Linked DNA regions of Zea mays: region 1 is linked to region 2. The links are chromatin contacts, called in public Hi-C maps. All regions are on one chromosome and are shown on one strand. Each heading gives the region's core, a stretch centred on a gene start, on an enhancer-like site or on the middle of the called end of the contact. The rest is flanking DNA. Distances are from core to core; before and after follow the strand shown.

What was found. A called contact is a pair of places that touch in the nucleus more often than the background predicts.
Region 1: a Hi-C map of ear shows a contact between it and region 2, with 2.5 times the contacts expected there. The contact joins two enhancer-like sites. A contact is called at or near these places in 2 of 25 Hi-C or Micro-C datasets (ear and tassel).

The regions. Positions count from the first base shown.
Region 1 is chr4:37,084,001-37,091,734 of Zm-B73-REFERENCE-NAM-5.0, forward strand. No RefSeq gene overlaps it. Among protein-coding and RNA genes, the nearest start is that of LOC103653100, 34 kb to the right of the region's middle. Within about 2 kb of position 1,736, at least 14 of the 20 cell types and tissues checked have an H3K27ac peak or open chromatin away from gene starts, as enhancers often do. A contact at or near this core is called in ear and tassel, where this site is marked.
Region 2 is chr4:36,942,693-36,949,899 of Zm-B73-REFERENCE-NAM-5.0, forward strand. No RefSeq gene overlaps it. Among protein-coding and RNA genes, the nearest start is that of LOC100279062, 35 kb to the left of the region's middle. Within about 2 kb of position 5,604, at least 6 of the 20 cell types and tissues checked have an H3K27ac peak or open chromatin away from gene starts, as enhancers often do. A contact at or near this core is called in ear and tassel, where this site is marked.

The sequences.
Region 1 (7,734 bases), core at 486-2,985, 140 kb after region 2:
AGTTTAATAATATAGTTAATCGCTGGCTATAAAAATCTTTGCAGCTTATTTTATTGCTAATATGTGTAATGGTTAGCTCTTTATAATTAATATATAGTTCACTTGTCTTTATCATAAAAAGTTTTGGTTTCATATGTATAAGCTGGATGTTAGTTTGTAGTATGATTCTACTCTCTCTCCTCATTTCTCTTCCATGTCACCAATTAGCCGATTTACTGTCAGCTATTATACTTGCTTTTATAATTCATAGTTCTGCTACGTGATCGGCACCTACCAAATTCGACGACCGAAGGTTAATTAGTATAAAATTAGATAAACACAATAATCAGCAAATAATTGTATTTGTCAAACAGACCAGGTCGGTCGCGATCTGCCGCACGAGCAAATCTCTGTCACCTTTTCGTCTGTAACTTTGTGCACCGCGCGGCAACGAAAATTCAGCACGAGAGGAATTACTTTTTCATTTATTTAATTTGCTCGCTTTTTGATTTTTGTCCCACGGATATCATCGTTTTATAGCTGGAAAAAGCTAGCAAACCGGCCGGCGGCCGTCCGTTTATTAAATTCCTGCACAAATCCAAGCTAGCGTCAAACTAGCTCGTGCGTACATATATAGATATCTATACTATGTTCTATTCTATTAAAAACTTAATCTGAGCATCTGATACTCTAGACCCATCCCACGTGTTCCGACTGGTTCGCCTACCTAGCACCCGACCCGGCCTGCACAGATACCACACCGTTGAAAAAAAAATTGCAAAACGCTAGACCACACATACCTTAGTGTTTAGAAATAAAAAATAATTATAATTAAATAAATATCTCAATACCTATTTATATGATATATAACAACCGTAGCAAAACACGAGCAATTAGACGGTTTATTTATGTGGGTTGTATGGATGGAAATCGAAACTAGACTTAGAGAATTATGTGAGATACGTTCCTCCACTAAGATAAGTCCGTTGTGTTTCTTTTGCACTAACCTTCTTGATACTCCTTAAGGCACGAGGTATTTACGTGGGTTGTACATGCTCTTAGGTGCTGACAAGTGACATGTCATCCATGGAATAAAACTGTACCACTATATATGACGAATACATAAATTAGGATTAGTTATACATACATGTCATAGAGTGGTATGAAAATAAACTAGTTTCTAACTTTTTTAATATTAGATAGGCATATTTCTAATTAACTAGCGTATGTGGGCCCCAAATTCGGAAAATGGTAGTGGAAAATTTATAGTATAACTTTTTTTGTGAGGGATAATGTATAAGGCTATCGTCTTCAGCAACCAGTAACTCTCCTATATCACCTTCTATTTCAAACATGTCTCTGCAAAACAGTACTATCTACTATACTACAAAATAATATTTTATTACACAAACATATACACTTACAGAAGACACAACATGTTGGACACAACCAAAAGGGTAACAAGAACACAAATTTGCTGGTTTCACCCAAACTCTAGAGCCTTTTTAACTTAAGTTGCTATGTAGCGAGCTGCGAGCAATGCAATAGAGTATTTATTTTGGCTACAGCGCCTACACACATGGCAGCACGAGGAGACGGTGAAAGGACGCACATGCAGAACCCCTCTCGTTGTGAGAGACGTACGTGTTGCAAACTTTTTGCAATGACTAGCTAGCTAGCTAGCTGTGGTCAGCTCAGGACGGTAGGCCGACACGGATGGGATCACACACACGATCATGACATGACTCATGAGTGGCCGTCGAGATCCAGCAACGACCGACCGTACTGTACTATGCAACCGCTCTTCTGCATGATCCATGTGTGTGCTGTGCATGTTTTTGTTTTTGTCTCCACTCCGGAGACGACCAGTGCCAGCCCAATAGAGAAAACAATCACGGCGCCGCGTATGCAGATCTTCTTCACACCTTCTTCTTGTCATTCCATGCACTGCATGGCGGCGCCAGGTGTGATCGCTACTACGTACCGTACGGTGTTGCTGCCGCCTCCGACCATGCTTGAGTGAGTGAGTAGCACAAGAAGACAGCGGGTGTGTGTCGCTGCCGCCCCCGCCGACACGTACGCTTTAAACAGATACCTTGTGTATATTTTTTAGAAAAAACAACCCCTTTCAATAATCTTTATCCTTACTATATTAAACCACCAGTTTCAACACTTGTCTCACGAAAAAATAAGGTAAAATTATGTATAAGTAAGTATTTAAACCTTAGTTGTTGGCTCCACATTCACACCCACCTAATCAATAGAAAACACATATTTTATGATTTATTAGAACAAAATTTATCCTATGTTATATATAAAAACCATAGCAACGTACGGGTATACGACTAGTTAAACCTAAAAAAATGGACCTCCATGTATACTCTGTCATATTCTGTTCACAGCGCTCCTCTCCACCTGTGTGTTTGGCACGTGTTTTATTGAAACGCGTTAGCTCGGTTATGACAACGCTGTTTGTCATTTAAAGTGGTAAATCAATAGTCTATCCTTTAGACTCAATTGATCGGATACGATCGAGTCAACCACATGTGTACATGCGAATTTCGCTTGAGCACGTACGTCCCAAATCGACAAAACAAGTCCGATATACTCCTATGATACCTAGTCCGTTTTTTCAACATTGTATTAGCAAAAACGACTTAAATCCAACATATAATGTATTAGAGCCTGCTGGGCATGGCTCCAACTCCAAACTCCAAGTCAGAGTGATGGAGCCTGCTAAACACCAAAACCCCACCTCTTTTTGCAGCAGCCCAACTCCATAGACTTGGTGCAGTTCTAGTTTATTTTTTGGGCCTGGAGTTTAGAGCATCACTTTTCCACCATCGCACCTCTGCCTGGGCGGAGAACTTGCGGTTAACCGTTGGGGACGCATGCGGACATGGCAGCCCCAGACCTCCCCTGGCTGGGGTCTAGAAGGTACTTGTGGAGGTTCGGGTCCCATCCATAATGGCCCGGACATGTGGCATCATACCTCCCCTGGCCGGAGGCCCGAATGGCACACATGGGGGCCTAAGACCGTCCCACGGGGCCTGGTCCTAGGCTGTAATTACCGTGCAGACCCACCAATGGGGCCAGTGGTAATATCGGGCATGCAGGATGGTCCCAGACTCTATGTCGTGGTAGACCGCTCGCCATCTGAAAGGAAATTAGGCTTACACCTATTTCCTATACTAATTTTGGTGGTTGAATTGCCCAACACAAATAATTGGACTAACTAGTTTGCCCAAGTTTATAAGTTCTACAGGTACAAAGGTTCACCATAAGCCAATAAAAAGACCAAGAAAAAGGGTTCAAACAAAGGAGCAAAGGGACAACCGAAGGCACCCTGGTCGGGCGCACCGGACTGTCCGGTGTGCCACCGGACAGTGTCCGGTGCACCAGGGAAGACCGACTTCAAACTCTTCACCTTCGGGAATTCTCAGAGCCGGCGCGCTATAATTCACCGGACTGTCCGATGTACACCGGACAGTGTCCGGTGCTCCAAGAGGACGCGGCTCTGAACTCGCCAGTCTCGGGAATTCGCTTCGGCTGCTCCGCTATAATTCACCGGACATGTCCGGTGTACACCGGACTGTCCGGTGTAACTGCGGAGCAACAGCTACTTCTGGCGCCAACGGCTACCTGCAGCACATTAAATACGCGCCAGCGCGCGCAGAGGTCAGGCACGCCCATGCTGACGCACCGGACACCCTACAGTTCATGTCCGGTGCGCCACCGGTCATCCAGGCGGGCCCAGCGTCAGAGCTCCAACGGTCGGAACCCTAACGTTCGGGTGACGTGGCTGGCGCACCGGACATGTCCGATGTGCACCGGACTGTCCGGTGCACCATACGACAGACAGCCTCCACCCAAACGGCTAGTTTGGTGGTTGGGGCTATAAATACCCCCAACCACCCCACATTCAAGTCATCCAAGTTTTCCACTTCTCAACCACTTACAAGAGCTAGGCATTCAATTCTAGACACACTCAAGTGATCAAATCCTCTCCAATTCCACACAAGGCTTTAGTGATTAGTGAGAGAGATTTGTCGTGTTCTTTTGAGCTCTTGCGCTTGGATTGCTTCTTTCTTTCTCACTTGTTCTTGTGATCAAAGCTCACTTGTAATCGAAGCAAGAGACACCAATTGTGTGGTGGTCCTTGCGGGGAAGCTTTGTTCCCGATTTGATTTGAGAAGAGAAGCTCACTCGGTCCGAGGGACCGTTTGAGAGAGGGTAAGGGTTGAAAGAGACCCGACCTTTGTGGCCTCCTCAACGGGGAGTAGGTTTGCAAGAACCGAACCTCGGTAAAACAATTCGCGTGTCACACTCTTCATTTGCTTGCGATTTGTTTTGCTCCCTCTCTCTCGGACTCATTATTATTTCTAACGCTAACCCGACTCGTAGTTGTGATTAATTTTGTAAATTTCAGTTTCGCCCTATTCACCCCCCTCTAGGCGACTTTCACCATCCCATGGCTATAGGTAGCCACTGGGGTCCCCTCTTAACCCAGCATGAGTAGGTACCCCATATTTGGGGTACCGACAAGCACATAGCAGCAACATCGTCTAATAGCAAAATGACAAGATTGTACTCAAGAATTTAGACCTTACATGTAGAGATGGCAATGGGCCCCGTTCCTCGATTCCCCATGGGGAATTCCTCCATTAGAGAATGGGGATGGAGAAGTTTCTTCCCCCACGGGGATGTAAACGATGAAAAATTCTACCCCGACGGGTAAACGGTGATGGGACTGGGCATCCACATTCTCCGCGGAGACCCATTAAACTTAAATGGGATGATGCTTTCATGTAATAGTTAATGATAAAAATAAATAATTACTTTATCAAGAGATCACTCATTGTACAAAATGTGTTTATTTTGATGTATATATAATGATTTTTACATATGATAATGTATATAAGTGACAACATTTTGCATTAATAATAAAGGAAGTGTGTTCTAATCTCTACTACAAGCGGGGACGGGGATCCCTGACGGGGATTTATCCCGCAGGAACGACCATGGGGAAGAAATGTCCCTGCAAGCATTCGTGGGGATCACCGCGGGAAAATTTTTTGGGTACAGGAATGAGGATGGGGAGCTAAAACCCGACGAGAAATTCCTGTTGCCATCCCTACTTACATGCGGAGGCGGTGACTTGATCATCAGTTGATTCCACCAGCATCAGGTATATAGTAGCCAATCAAACCACTATTATTTTTTACTGTCGTCATTAGCGATTACAATAAATTAAACCTTATTAATTAAATAATATATCCATTTTACTATGTATGTACTAGTTTAATTAGTTATTTTGGTCATGCTTGTTCCGCATATTTTCAAAAGTTAGAAAATATTATTCTTGTTATGAAAAGTGCAAAAAAGGGGCCTCAGTCTATTTCGCTCCAGGGCCAAAAAAACATAGGTACGAGTCTGCCAATTACGAGTAATAAATATGGTCTAATTATAAAACCAATTATATAAGTAAAGACTAAACAACGAGATAAATTTATTAAGCATAATTAATCCATGATTAGAAAATCCAGCATCTCATGATCGAATCATGGACTAGTTAGACTTAATAGACTCGTCTTACCATTAAAACATTAAAATCTTATCTGTGTATTTATTTTTGTAATTAGACTATATTTAATACCTCTAACTAGTATTCAAACATCGGATGTGACGGAGCTAAAATTTAGCCCCCTCTACCTAAACACCACTTTATATGCAAATAAAATGTCTTAAATACTATGAGTTAAAAGGAGTGACTTAGATGCAACTATCAAATTACCAATTGATAAAAAATAACTTAGAAAAAAGACTGAATAAGGTAAATAACTAAAAACATAAGAAATGATTCAAATAATCTAAAACCATCTTAAAATCAGTTGGAAATCTAATTAAAGGATTGAATATAATAAAATGGCTGAAAATCAAATTAATGAATTAAATAATACGATATCAAATGGCATAAATAACATCGAATGACTTAAATAATATAAATTGGCTTAAAATGGCTGAATATTAGATGAAATTAGTTAAAAGCGCCTCGGTCTAAATATCAGCCAATTAACAATAAACGAGTAAGATAAAAATGTCTTAAAACACGTGGAATCATCATGCTACCAAGTAGACATAGAATTATCACCGGTAGGTAAAAAAAAGTTTATTCTGTATGCAACATGTGGTTCAATCCAACACGATAGGACAAAATTCCTGGCAGACGTTGTTTTTTGCATACTAATTCATGTCTAGTCTTCCAGTTTGATTATGATCAGGCACAAAAACACGTGGCAAGCGAGACCTTGACCTTAGAGCTGAAGAACAACGTGCGGGATACTGAAGAGATGACAGGTCCAGCATTTTCCACTGCCATTGATTTTCCGCCGGATATATAAACTACTGCTTCTCTCTTTACTTTGCATGCAAGAGTTGTACTATACTATACCAGCATTTTTATTTCTCGGTCAGCGATTTGTGTTCCTCGGTGTTGTTCGTTTCAACGGAAGGGGTCAAGCTAGACTCAAGAGCTGCATTTTTACGAGAAAGCATGTGGGGTGAAAACAGTGTCTTCACCGCTAGACAGACATGGATCATCAGTCTAGAGATGGCAAGAAACCCGAATACCCGACATGTTTAATTTTACTCGATATAAAGATGGTTATAGATGATTTCTTCACTTTCTGAGTAAAAATAGGTAAGAATTTTTACCCATTAGGTAGATGGCTACCGATACGGATTGGTACTACATATACCCGTATACACATAGGTAAAATATACCTGCATCATACCACTATAACCATGCATCTAATAAAATTCATCTTAGTCAAAATAAAATCCTTCTCTAATTATCATTTGTTTAACTATCAATTTATGTAGTCATATGGTTTGTTATATTTTAATTTAAACTTATATTTGTGTATTTATTTGATATTTTGAGTGATTGGAAGAGGTGGACTCACCACCCAGGTAGCACAGGCTGTGGCCTGGTCTGCCTTGCCGCCTAAAAGGTGCACACAAGTCTAAATATTTAAGCCCAGCTGATAATCTTTATTAGCAGTTGATAATCTCGTCTAGGTTGTCTTTAATTCCTAGATCCACCACTGGTGATTGGTATAATAGAAATTAATACTTATACCCGCGATGTGTAAAATTAACAGCGCGGATATAGGTATAGGTAAGATATTATATCCGCGAGAGTAATCTTTATTAGCAGTTGATAATCTCGTCTAGGTTGTCTTTAATTCCTAGATCCACCACTGGTGATTGGTATATTAGAAATTAATACTTATACCCGCGATGTGTAAAATTAACAGCGCGGATATAGGTATAGGTAAGATATTATATCCGCGAGAGTAATCTTTATTAGCAGTTGATAATCTCGTCTAGGTTGTCTTTAATTCCTAGATCCACCACTGGTGATTGGTATATTAAGAAATTAATACTTATACCCGTGATGTGTAAAATTAACAGCGCGGATATAGGTATAGGTAAGATATTATATCCGCGAGAGTATATGAATAACCCGATAAGTAAGATTTTTTATGGGTACGGATATATAATGATACTACTCGACTGGTTACCGTCCCCTGCTTCACCACTCCCGTCACAAAAAAAAAGGAAAATGGAAAAAGCTCTTGCATGGACGTGCAGCCATTGCATGTTGCATGCATGCACAAGTAGGAATGTGCGTGAGTTGAATGCCTGCTGCTCCTCTTGCGTACTGACGACGTGCGCCGGTCACGGTGGCCT
Region 2 (7,207 bases), core at 4,354-6,853:
TCAGTTTCTGTAAAGATCCCTGGTGTCATGGGCTTCAAAGAAACAAAACTCCGTAGCTCTTTCCACCGTCGAAGCCGAGTATATTGTTGCAGGACATTGTTGTGCACAATTACATTGGATGAGGCAAACCCTTAGGGACTATGGCTACAAATTGAGCAAGGTCCCTCTCCTATGTGATAATGAGAGTGCAATCCGCATGGCGGATAATCCCGTTGAACACAGCCGCACTAAGCACATAGACATCCGGTATCACTTTCTGAGAGATCACCAACAAAAGGGGGATATCGAAATTGCTTATGTGAGCACCCACAACCAATTAGTCGATATCTTTACCAAGCCACTAGATTAAAAGACTTTTAGCAAACTTAGGAATGAGCTAAACATACTTGATTCTCGGAATTTTGATTGAAACATTGCACACATAGCTCAAGTATATACCTTTGATCATATCTCTGTCATTTGGTGCAAATGCATATTTCTTATTCTTCTTGTGCCAAGGCTAAGACTAATGTGCTTTCAAGTATATCTCTATGATTAGTCTTAGATTGAAAGGGAAATGGACTATTCGGCAAAGACAAGGCTTCCACTCCAACTCTTACGGTATCACTTACCCTTTGCCGTTACTCATGTCACTCTCAATGGTATGACCCTTCACTCGTATTTATATTACCATTTGGGAAAAGGTATTATGCCCCAAAGGGGGAGAAAAATGAAAGAGGGCTTTCAAGTTCTCCGTTTTTGGCGCTTAATGCCAAAGGGGAGAAAGAATTAAGCCCAAAGCAAAAGGACCGCACCACCATTTCAAAATTTTCACAAAAGCTTATTTCAACTAGTATTTGAGTTCATTTCAATTGATATTTGAGTTAGCCTCAAAATGAATTTTCAAATGGTATCTAATTTTAAATTGGTATGTAAAAGTGAAATTTCAATTGGTATCCCATTTTGTATTTCAAAATTATTTTTCCAATTGGTATCTTCAAAAACTTCATATTAATATGAAAAATTTCAATTGGTACAATTTCACTTAGTACCTATTTCAAAACCCTCTTGAAAGCTAAGGGGAGAATTCATTCAAGGGGAGCTTTTGTTTAGTCAAAGGAAAAACATTTGAAATAGGGGAGGGATTTCAAATCTTAAAAATGCTTCGTGCAATCTTATTCCTATACCTTTGACTATTTGCAAAAGATTTTTACAAAATATTTGCAAAAATAAACAAGTGGTGCAAATGTGGTCCAAAATGTTAAATAAGGAAAAGCAATCCATTCATTCTAGGTCATATGTTTAAAGTCTTTCAATTGGTTTAATTCCAAGCAACATATGCACATCTATCTCAATTGCAAACTAGTTACATTTCTATATTTCTTATTTGCTTTGGTTTGTGTTGGCATCAATCACCAAAAAGGGGGAGATTGAAAGGGAAATTGGTTAACCATTTCCTATAATCGATTTTGGTGGTTGACGCACAACAGAAACCACGTGGACTAACTAGTTTGTCTAGATATCATTCATCTCAGGTGTATAAGGTTCAACACAAACCAAGAAATAAATTCAGTTAGGGACTCAATCAAGAATTGGAGCAAGACATAGAGTGTGCTGATTTTTGGCGCACCGGACACTGTCCGGTGCACCAAGCTAGCCAGCAGATGAACAAGCCACTCTCGGGAATTCTGCATGTGTGCTCCACTATAATTCACCGGACTGTCTGGTGATCCAGCTGAGCAACTGCTCCCTGCGCGCCAATGGTCGGCTCTGCAGAGCTACAGTGGTGAACAGTGTCGCGACAGAAGTCAGAGGTCACCCGACTGTCCGGTGCAGCAAGACGACAAGTGCCTCCAACGGTCAACTGCTCTGAACCCTAACGGTTGCGCTGATGTGGCGCGCACTGGACAGTGCACAATGACTGTCCGGTGGTGCACCGGACTGTTCGGTGCGCCCATCGCCAGCAGCCTTTACCAACGGCTAGGAAGTGGTTGGGGGCTATAAATACCCCCAACCACCACATTCATTGGTATCCAAGTTTTCTGAACATCCCATTCATTCCAAGAGCAAAAGACTTCACTTCAAGACACATTCAATAGATCAAATCCTCTATAAGCCTCCAAATCAACTCAATTCCATTAGGAACTTGAGAGAGGGTGTTTTGTGCTCTTTTGTTGCTTGGATTGGCCTTTCTATTTTCCCGTCCTTATTCTCAAGTGCTTTGTAAGCAAAGCAAGAGACACCAAGTGTGTGGTGGTCCTTGCGGGGTCCAAGTGACCCGTGTGATTAAGGGAAGGCTCACTCGGTCTAAGTGACCGTTTGAGAGAGAGGGAAAGGGTTGAAATAGACCCGACCTATGTGGCCTCCTCAACGGGGACTAGGTTCTTTGGAACCGAACCTCGGTAAAACAAATCACCGTGTCTACTCGCTTTGATTCTCGCTTGATTTGTTTGACATTTTTCCTCTCTCTAACGTTTCCTTGCTAGTATTGATTTGAGTTTGCTCCCATACATCATCCGCATCCTTGAGCAACTCCTATGAAGAGAAACAATCTTTCGGACTTGAATTTAATTCTAACGCTAACCTCGACCCTAGTGTGTGTTTAAGTTTATAAATTTCAGGTTTCACCTATTCATCTCCCCTCTAGGCGACTTTCAAGATCACCTGACAATCTAAAAAGTCATGCAACATGATCAGCTATATCGCCATATATACTTGAGCAACTCCTCCCTGCTTTCCCCTAACTAGGTAAGGTCCTCATCACACACTAGCTTTCTTAATCCTACTACTAATTAAGAGTGGACCGTGGGCGCCTTGGCACGGCCATGCCCCCGCCCATCTCTCACTGACATGATGGGCGCCTTTTCGTCGTACGCTCGCATGCACGCACGAGCGAGGCTGGGTGCCTGACTGCTTGAGCCAGTTCACGGCTTTGCAGTCGCAGGCTGCAGCGGCTGCCCCCACGACGAGGGACAGACAAGCACTGTGCTACCACGGCTCCACCTCTCCACGCCAAGCACCCGCAAAAAATAATGCAAAGTGAGAACTCGAACCCATACCCCTCTACTTCAAAAATTTGGGGCTAACCAACAGACCACATGTACTTAAGTGTTTAGAAGTAAACAATAATTATATTTGTAGTCTAGGCGCCCCTCTCCATGCCCTCCGTCTCGTGGCAACGCATGGGCACATACCTAGTTAATTAGTTAAGATCAAAGCCATAATAATCCTTGTGCTTATACTGTTTTCTCGGGTTGGTGCTCCATGTTTCAATTAAATAAAAATAATCTTATCATGCATAACAAGTAAACCATCAATAATAATAATCATGATCAATGTTGCACTTGTACCATTATCCCATAACCAAGTGAAGCAATAGCAAACCTATCCAATGATAAATAATTCCAGGTATAAACAAAGCATAGGGAAAATAAATCTAGTTAACGTATATATTAGGTTCTCATAAATTTAACCTAGCTAACTGTACATGCATAGATAGATGAGAACATAACAGTAAATATTATTTGACAGTGGACTTCTTACCGATAATCGTCCACTACTAACGCGTACGTGTCATCACGTACTCTCTCATCAGCACAATCACAGATGCATCATGCATGCAATGCCATTTAGAGAGAATTTAAATACACTAGAGCAAATAGTTAGTGGCTAAAATTAATTCAAACATCTAAACACCCTAGTTAATAGTTCAACTATTAGCTATTTTTAATAAATTAGTTAATAGTTAAGTAGTTATTTATTAGCTAGTTAATTATACTAATAATTTTTAGCCAACTAACTATTAGTTCCATTGCATTCAAGCACGCCCCTTAACTACCTTGACGCCTGGCAAGTGGCAACGGAGGGGTAATACGAGCTATAACTAGCTAGAGTTGAACTGGCTCTAAGCAGCGACAGTGCCAGGCAGCTGATAAAATCTGCCGGTCTTTCCATTGGTGGGGGGCGAGCTGAGCGATGGAGACAGCGAGATGCGAGAGACAAGAACCCCACTGCCCTGCAGCAGGCTGATTGATACTCAGACAGGGACGCTAGCTGCTGGTTCTTGAGAGATTCCATCTGATCGATGCCATACGCTACGGACTGGACTGGACTGGACTTCCGACTCCGATTCTCGTGGCCTCAGTTCCTCCCTTTAATTTCTGTGGTGTTGCACTGCACGCGGGTAGAGGGATCATGTCACTTAGTAATTGGAAGAAGAATCGTCATTCCCCCTATAGACATTGGTACCTATCTATCTCTCCCTCGTTTAAGGCAACCCAGCGACGAATGAAAATAAAATAGGTATCAGTATTTGTAATATAGATGCTAAATAGATATATCTGAACTCGATCACCTTTTTAGTGTTTTCGGTGGCCGGCCGATTATCATCGGATCGAAATAAGTAAGGCCTATGCCATAAAAGTTATTTATTTTGGCAGCTTTAGGCCAATCTTCGGCAGATCATGGCCGCCAACAATAGATTAATCAAAGTTACCATGCACAATTATCATTATCGAAGTTTAGATCATCATCACCAAAAACACTTACATGATATAAGGACCATTAAAATACGATTTTATATCAAAATTGTACTTTTCATTTAATTAGTCCGCTTCAATTCGGTTGATGATGAACTCAGTGCTAAAAAAGTGTATATCAATGTATGTTGAATTTAAGAGTACACGCTAGCTTTCAATTGAATCGAGAGCAAACTATCGGAATAGAAATCCGAGTCCGAGACATCCATTTTATTGTAGTCGTATTTGAAAAACATTTGTAATTGTATCTGTATTCGTATTTTAATTAAAATGTAAAAATGGTGCTACTGTGATCTGATTCCATGCTGAAGGAACCATGACGTCTAAGAAGACGATAAATTAGGTAACTTAAAATCTAGTTTTTACACTAATAACTCTAGTTTTAAACCTAGTTACGAACCTATACAATAGCTGCGCGCATGTCCCACTCCCAACTTGCTAGCTAGCTAGCAATCCGAGATCTGACCGACAGACCGAGTCTCTTCTCTTCTACTCTCTTCAAGTCCCTGTTTCCCCCTATGTGTGGGGTCACATCACATCATCTGTGCCAACAATACCGATACCAAGCAGGAGTATCCTAGAGGAGAGGAGAAACAGGGAGAGATGACATATGACACAGAGTAATTAATAGAGTAAGTAATCAGCAAGCACTGGCCTCCCTCCAACCAAATCTGCGAGGTCGTCGTGTAACTGTCCCAGCAGCAGCCAGGATCCGACCAAGTCTCTTTTCTTCATTGTAATATAATGCCAATTAAAGGTTAGTCCACTCTAGTACAGTTACACTCACTCCGTCCTAAAAAAATATGGTTCTCATTCTTTTAGAAATCAACTAATTTCAAATTTGATCAAACATATATTTTAATATATATTTATATAATTAACTGATGAGTATTATAAAATTAATAAACCTGTTTAGAGACATAAAGATTAACACAACCGCTAGTGCACCCTTAGAAGTAACAACCTCTGTAGGTGGCTCCTACTCCGGTTCACTAGAGGACGATGAAGAACTGACATCACAGTGCCAGACTCATGTGCACCCCAACAAATATCTCACGGAGGTGGACGAAGGTCGTGAGGAGCTACAAGGAGTTGAGGGAGAGGTGCGTTAGCTTGACGTTATAGAACTCTAGCAGCATCGCCAAGAAGGGCGAGTCTAGGAAGCCCAGCCCCGCCATCAAGTACGCGCTAAAGACAACATACTTCGGGGGTGTTTGGTTTATAGGGACTAAACATTAGTTCCTCCACTTTATTCCATTTTAGTTCATAAATTGTTAAATAGGGAAACTAAAATAGAGTTTTAGTTTCTATATTTAGTAATTTAGGGACTAAAATGAAATAAAATTGAGGGACTAAAAATTAGTCTCTAGAAACCAAACACCCCCTTCCTTGGTTTCATCATCATCCACACCAGCCAAGCAGCAGTCAGAGACAACTTGCCACGCTCATCCTGGCCTGTCCACTCGAGAAGTGTCCGATACAACCCCAAGGTGGTCTCCTTTTTGACCCTCGACCGCTGCATCGTAAGCTTCTTCGTTGATGGCACCATTGTTTTCGCCGAGGAAGGTGTTTCGTGGAAGGGATGAGGTGCTTGCTTGAAGGAAGACGAAAAGTTTTGGAAGGCAAAGGGCTCGGTTGCATGGAGAGTGCGAGTGCTTAAGCGCTTGGTATTAATCGCCCCCGACGTCATATTTATTCTCCACTCGCTGCATGGGCCCTTAGGGCGCCTGATAGTCGCCTAGAGGGGGTGAATAGGCGACACCTGAAACTAATCTCAAAACAATCCAAACTTGATCCAATGATATTAAGTGCTTAGAACAAGATGTGTTAGTTCAGGTTAGTATAAGCACAATACTTGCTCAAGGTTGCTAGTGAATATAAATCAGGAACTCAAGTTAGCAACATAATGGAATAGAAATTTAAAGTAAGTATAGGACTAAAGAGGAAAGGCGAAGAATAAAATGCAAGGCAAAAGCAAAGGAATACATGGCAATTTGTTACCGGAGTTCAGTTTCACCAAGAAACATATGTCTCTTTTGCGGAGTTCACTAAAGACAGATTTCTCTCAACCCTTTCCTCCCTCAAGTGATCAAAAAGATCAAACTTGATTTCCTCTTTTCTTTTCTCAAGTGAGATCGGGTTTTGCAAGTCACTCCACAACTTGGAGCCTCTTGATCACTTTACAAATCTGTGGGAGTCTCAACTCCAAAGCTTAACGATCACAACACACTTCACAATTTAGCTCTCTCAAGTGCACTAACTCTTCCTCTCACAAGACAAGACTATCACTAGCTTCTCTACTCAATTATGGCACTTGAATCACTTGGATCGACTTAGATGTGTTGCTCTATGCATATGACTTGTTTGCTTAACTCTTGGATCAGTAACACACTGGCTTGGGTCATATACATAGGCCCCAAGCCCTCACATAGCAGTCGGAATGCAACTCCCAAAATTGCATTGTTTTCGTTTTCGGGTGCACCGAATGTTGGGGACTTGTTCTCAAATGCTAAGAATTAAGAACAAGACAACATAGAAAGTGTTAAATGTTAAACTACTTCGTCCTTAAAAACATTATATCCCTTCGGATATAATGAATCTTGGACGAAGGTTACAAAGGAAAAGACCTTCGCAAGGTTGATAGATGGTAAAAAAGAGCACACATATATAAAACACGAGTAATGATACCA